Regions from separate parts of the Rattus norvegicus genome. Here region 2 is linked to region 1. A link is a contact called in public Hi-C data. All regions are on one chromosome and are shown on one strand. The core of a region is the stretch at or near the end of the contact, and the rest is flanking DNA. Distances in the headings are between cores, read along the strand shown.

What was found. A called contact is a pair of places that touch in the nucleus more often than the background predicts.
Region 2: a contact with region 1 is called in a Hi-C map of the A7r5 cell line, with 2.8 times the contacts expected there. The contact joins the promoter of Stk39 here to the enhancer-like site in region 1. A contact is called at or near these places in 2 of 12 Hi-C or Micro-C datasets (the A7r5 cell line and mammary epithelial cells).

The regions. Positions count from the first base shown.
Region 1 is chr3:73,542,967-73,546,058 of GRCr8, reverse strand. All of the region lies in intron 1 of Stk39 (serine threonine kinase 39), which reads left to right. Among named protein-coding and RNA genes, the nearest start is that of Stk39, 42 kb to the left of the region's middle. Within about 2 kb of position 1,653, at least 4 of the 93 cell types and tissues checked have an H3K27ac peak or open chromatin away from gene starts, as enhancers often do.
Region 2 is chr3:73,585,320-73,588,367 of GRCr8, reverse strand. It overlaps Stk39 (serine threonine kinase 39), which reads left to right and starts at 1,389. Exons shown (of 18, transcript NM_019362.1): 1 at 1,389-2,039. The coding sequence starts at 1,805.

The DNA of each region.
Region 1 (3,092 bases), core at 404-2,903:
TGAGAGAGTGGTACAGAATACACATATTTAATATTTAATGTGTGCTCACTGCTAAGACGACTGGTTAGTGCAGTGCCCCCTTCACCATCCTTCTTTTTAGATATTTTGATATATAGCCTTTGGCTCACGGATTTATACACTTACTCAGGGCTGGGGACTGATCCCAGCGCCTTCTACTGGCTAGCCAACACGTCTCTCACGGGCTACAACCGCATCCCCCGTATAGACACATTTTTACATGATAATCTTAAGAAGCAAAGGTGGGTGGAAATTAGTTTTTGGTCATTTTTGGTATTGTGGTTCTTGCAGAAGATGGTTGGGATATAATTCAGGTCACATACTACTCTGGGATTTAATGTGACATTCAGATACCCGATGGCCTAGACATTTCCAAGGCACTGCTAGAGTTTAGTTGTTTCTGACACGGTTCGATATGGCAGGATTTTAGCTGTGTGAAGATTCTGGCTGTCCTTTGAGTTCAGAAGATTCAGAAAATCTGCATCATTTTAAAATTAAAACACAGGTTCCCATTTCCTGTCGCACAGGATGTTGTCACAGAGCCCCTTAGCATGACACTGCTCCTCCAGTGGCTTTGAAATAGGAGTGTGTGCCACGCAGCAGGACACGGCTCATCTTTCCAGGATGGAGTCCAGGTTCTCCCGAGGTAACATCTGATCTGTGGATAACCACCGCTTCCTCCTTCAGATGTTCTCCAGAATCAGCTGGACTCACAGGTTCAAGTAGGCTGAGAAAAGGAAGGGGGGAGAACATGCTGCTGGTCTCTCAGATGAGGGGATAGAGGCATGACAGGCTGCTGCTGCTGGCCTCCTCTCAGACAAGGCTATACATTTCACATCCTCTGAAGGGTGGAATTCCTGAAGTTGTCAAGGCAGGGAGAGCTGCAGCTGGTCCCAGAGCCCCTGCTGCGTTCAATATTGCCCAGGCTCCAGTGTTACAGGGAGGAATCGGGAGGCTCGCTGCTGTAGGGACTAAGTGAGCACGTGATCTCCCTGTGTGCCCTGAGCTACGAGACCCTAAAGCTCACCTCTCTACCAGCGACATCTGTCTGTGTGTTTTAGGTATAGTTCGGAGTTTATCAACCACATGTTCGTGTATCATGAGCTAACTGAGAACTTTCTCTAAGATATTCAGGGAGACCCGTAGACTGTTGCTGACTGCTTCTCTAGCCAGTGAATACAGCCGTGATGGAACTACGGTGTTAAGAGAACAAGAGATTCCTTCTCAGTTTCTGTTCTGTCCTCACATTATAAATACATAAATAAATAAATAAATAAATAAATAAATAAGAAGGAAGAAGAGGGGAGGGGGAGGGGGAGGGAGGATAAGGGGGATATTTTCTGGTGTAGGTTCACCTGACTTCCTGCTGTGTGTTGTGAGTTAGGGCAGTCTCCCTTGTGAATAATCTCCAAGTGAAATTGACTGACTTTTCTACACTCACTTGGCTTGGCAAATCATTGACAGATAAGTGATTTTACAAGTGAGTTGGTGACTCACCAAATAAGGTGGCTGTGTGAAAGCCTCGGAGCTTGTTCACTTGGCGCCGTTTGAGCATTTGTCCGCATCAAAGGCGGGCCATCCCCTCTCGGGTATTATGTCACACTGAGATAAAGACCAAGTCAAGGGCCAACGGCAATAGTTTATGGCTTGATAACATGTTGGGCATGCCACACCACAGTGTGTGTACTTAGAGACACACAGTACAGATGTGGAAACTATGACCTCACTATTGGCAACAGCAGGATATAAACTCACAGTTGTGGATATATGTGGGAGTCCCATGAGTGTGAGTGCGGGCGAGTAAGTGTAGAGACACAATATGCCGCCATGGTGGGATTTTTAATGGGATTTAAAAAAAAAACGTCGTTATTGTTTAATACAGTTGTGTTTTTAGTAAAGAAAGGGAATAAAGAGAGAGCTTTCTGTCCGATAGGTATTTCCTTTAAGCCTCAGGAAGCATTCGATGGGAAAAGACCTGTAAATGTGAAACATTTAAATTCCGTCTTTTGGTTTTCTGAAGGCAGTGCAGTCATCTGGTCCCCTGTAAGAAAGATGGGGCAGTTCTTCTCTCTGAAGGAACTCCTAATGTGTGGAAATGCGTCTTCCTCTGCCTGACTCTTCTTACTCGGTATTTGGGAGATGGTGGTCAGCTGGTTTCCACACTCTGTCCTCCAGCCGTCAGTTACCGTTATATGTGAGATTGGAGGCCATTCAAACAATGTGCATGCCGTATAGATTTGTCGTCTGGAGCAGGATGGGCCTAGCTTGTTGACTGGACCAGAGTCTGGGGAAGGACGGAGTGAATAGCAGATATTCATATATCTAAAATGCAGTGGTGGCCCACAGAAACAGTGATTACGTGATCTGTTTCATCCCAGCACGCTTTTTTCTGAAGCTGTCTTTCCAGTCCACCATCAGCAAATGCCATGACTTGGGATCCAGATGCATCCCCAGTCAGCCACTCTCTTCCTCTGCCTGGCTGTCTGTACACATGGCATGCCACCCTCTGCTGCAACACACGCAGCAACTCCGTAATCCATCACGCTCTGTCAGACTGTATCATGTACAACCTCGTCTCCATGCAGGACCCCAGAGCGACCACCGCCAAGTCTAAAGCAGGTCTCGTCCTTCTTACACAGTGCCTTGAAGCTTTCTTTGTTTTCATGGCTCCGTGTGTGCTGTGTCCTGTGTCCTGTGTCCTGCCTGCCCACCCAGCCATCTTTCCTACCTGTCCTTTCACCGATAATCTCCACGTCACCCGCGTCTCTGTCCCTTGAATTTTCCCAACTCTTGTTTGTCGCAGACAAAGGCGTTAGGATACTCAGACTGTCCTCTCCTCTACTTTACCTGTGGATTTTTGCAGGGTGACTCCTTTTCACCTGAGGCGGCCACCTCACCTGAGCATCGGAAGTAGCTTCATGTTAACTACAGTTTAACTTCAGCCACCACACTTACCGCAGTCTAAAATTGATCTTGTTCATGATATTTTGACGTCCCAATCACCTCCCACATTAAAATGTAAACTGTAGGAGGGCAGAGAACTTATTCTAAGCTTCCTTTCCAGCAGCTTAAAT
Region 2 (3,048 bases), core at 140-2,639, 43 kb before region 1:
CCTGACCTTTACAATCCCATTTCATGATCGAAAGTCAAGATATAACTTCTTATGACAACGCGGAGGAATGCTTGTTTAATCTTTTCTATTTACCTTTAGAAGCAGCCCTTAAAAGTTCTTTGGTTAGAATGGGAGCAGCTTCATGGAGAGGGAACCAGTGACTTGGGATACAGAGGCCCCCTGTTCATCAGAGGCCTAGAGTTTGTTTATGAAGGAGTAGTCTATTTCTTGACAGAAATTAAAATAAATATACAGGCCTTTTTAAAAATAGTTTAGCTGCACAAAAGGAAGTACACATTCTTAGTTCAGCATAAATTATAGCTCATCGAGCAAGTCATGCTAGTTGCTAATTTGTCCAATCTATCCCATAGTGTCCTAAGGGGTTAAGTAAACAGTTACCATCACTGTTTTTGCTGAACAACTGGTTTTTCTCCTACGTTTCTATTCTGAATTATCTTTTAAAGAGTTTAAGGAGGTTTTTATCTCTTCAAGAGCTTCATGGCTTCCCCGTGTGCTTTGTTCTTTCTCAAGCTTGGCTGTATGGTGAGAACCAACCAGCCTAGTGTCAGCCACAGAACCAATATGCCTATTGAGTCACAGTACCATTCCAGCCTGAGGCAAGAGTCTTTTAATAGTGGTCACCTCTGTGAGGGATGAGAGTCGAACATTCAAAAGTGACACCTGCAATTAGAAAGATCTCTGGTTTTGCCACAGCTATTTTAAAGATGAGGTAATTCGGGGAGTGTTGAAAAAGCAGCATTTATTTAAAACTTTCCATTGCAGTTAATTTATGCCCCAGCATGTTCATTGTGTTCTATCAAAGAAACTTGCTGTCTGACCTTAGGATCTTAAAGGGTTAATGTGGCCGTTTATGTATTCATTTGTGCTTGGTATCGAACCAAGGACTTTAAGTGTATTAGGCTGGCACTTTACCACTGAGCATGTTTTTAAGCTCATAAAAGGTGCTGTGGGGGTAGGGAGTTGGTAGAATCAAGAACCTTTTTGCATGCATACCCTCCTTTCTCCTCTCCACTACTTGTAACTTCACTGCCCCTGACAGACATCACCTTCCTGGGATCCAAGTGACTTTGAACAAGAGAGAAAGTCAGGGATTTATGGAGTCCAGTTTCATTTCAGAGCAGCACAGCGATTACATTAGGCAAGGTGCGAAAGGGCTCCTACCAGGTAAAGCACCGGAAAGTTACAAGTTGGGTTATTTTTTAACCGGCGTCCTACAAAACCGACGCCGTGTAGGTGTCTCACTCGCTAACTTGTAAAAGAACTCCAGGTTCTTTAGCTCGGGGAGAGTTAGCAGGCAGAGAATCTGGCAGCCGTTCAACGACCCCGCCCTCGGAGTCCCAGGGGGGCTTCTTCTGGAGAGTGCGATTGTCTAGGGCGGAGGCGCGGCTGGATAGGAAGGGAGCCTGGCGATCCCCGAAAGCACCCCTGAAGCCGCCAGGCTCCGAGCGCGTGGAAACTTCCCTGGCGGCAAGCAGGGCGGGAGGGGGCGGCGGTTCCCCCCAGCGCTGAGAGCACCGCGCGCGCGAGGATCGGGGCGCGCGGCGGGCGCGGCGGCCGCCGCCTCCTCCCGTCCCCGCCTCCGCGGCGCAGCCTCCTCCCTCCGCCCGGCTCGGCCTCGGGCTCCCTCCCCTCGTGGCAGGCTCCGGCGGCGGCGGCGGCGGCGGCTGCGGCGGACGGGGAGGGCGTGCGCCGGTCGAGAGGTGTGGGCGACGAGGCTAGGGAAGTTTCAAGTGGAAGGTCGTCCGCCGGCCGGCGCGTCCCCTCACTCTCCTCCCGCAGCATCATGGCGGAGCCGAGCGGCTCGCCCGTGCACGTCCAGCTTCCCCAGCAGGCGGCCCCGGTGACAGCCGCGGCGGCGGCTCCGGCGGCCGCGACATCAGCACCGGCCCCGGCCCCGGCCCCGGCGGCGCCCGCAGCCCCGGCCCCGGCTCCAGCTGCGGCTCCAGCCCCGGCCCCGGCAGCTCAGGCGGTCGGCTGGCCCATCTGCAGGGACGCGTACGAGCTCCAGGAGGTTATCGGTCAGTGCGGAGGGTGCTGCGGGGCCGGTCCAGGCCGGGCGCCGAGACTGGGCGGGAGTGGGTGCGGGATGCGGTTCTCCTGTGTGCCTGCACGCCCAGAGGCAGAGCGGCCGGCTTCGGGGCCTACCGGCTTCAACAGTTATTTTATTGTCTTTTTTAATTTTTAATTTGTCCCTTCCTTCCCTGAGCGCGGCTGCTGCAGGAGGTGGCGCGGCGGATGTGACTCGCACTGCAGACGAGCTGCAGGCTGCAAACTTTTATCTCCCGGATCGCCCGGGCGGCGGAGCTGGAACCCAGTAACGCCGCATCCTCCTCCCCCCCTCAAGCCCTGGGGCCGCTGCTCGTGGCCGGTGACCACGCGGATGGGCTGCCTGGGCGGGGTGGGGATGCGGGGGCGCCGCCCTGGGCTTCCGCGCCCCCGCGCCGCGCCGGGTGAAACGCGTCCTGGGAGACCCTGCGGGCATAGCCGCGCCTCTGCCTCCTGCGGTGACCTCTCGGTGGGTAGCCCAGCCACGTAGTAGTGGCAAAGGCCCAGGCGCCTGCCCAGACCAGGGAGGATGCTGGCCTTCTTCTGACAGCCGCCGCATGTTCTCCCTGCAACCCGGTTCTGCGCGCAGTGCGCCCGGGTACCTGCCTCCCTTTTTGCGGGCGCGCCGCCTGCTGCCAGCCCAGGGGCCGGTGAGCGGGCGCGCTGGCCTCCTGCCCTGCGCCAGGAGGATCTGCTGTGAAACTCGAGGCTGTCCATTATCCGCGCTCAACCTTTTGGTGTCTCCTAGGCAGCTCACTAATAACATCTTATCTTACATTTTTAAATGCCTGGCAAAGTCTAAAGGCAAGAAGCCCGCGTTACTTTTCTTTGAGTCAAGCAAGTGAAGGGCCAGGATATTTGTGGTGTCCTATACCGTAGAACCTTACCTAAAGGTTCATTCAGTTAAAAGTTTTGTCCCTGGGAGTTGCAGCCAGGCAAAGTGGGTCCCATCACGTAACCTTATGAACTCTGGACTGGGGA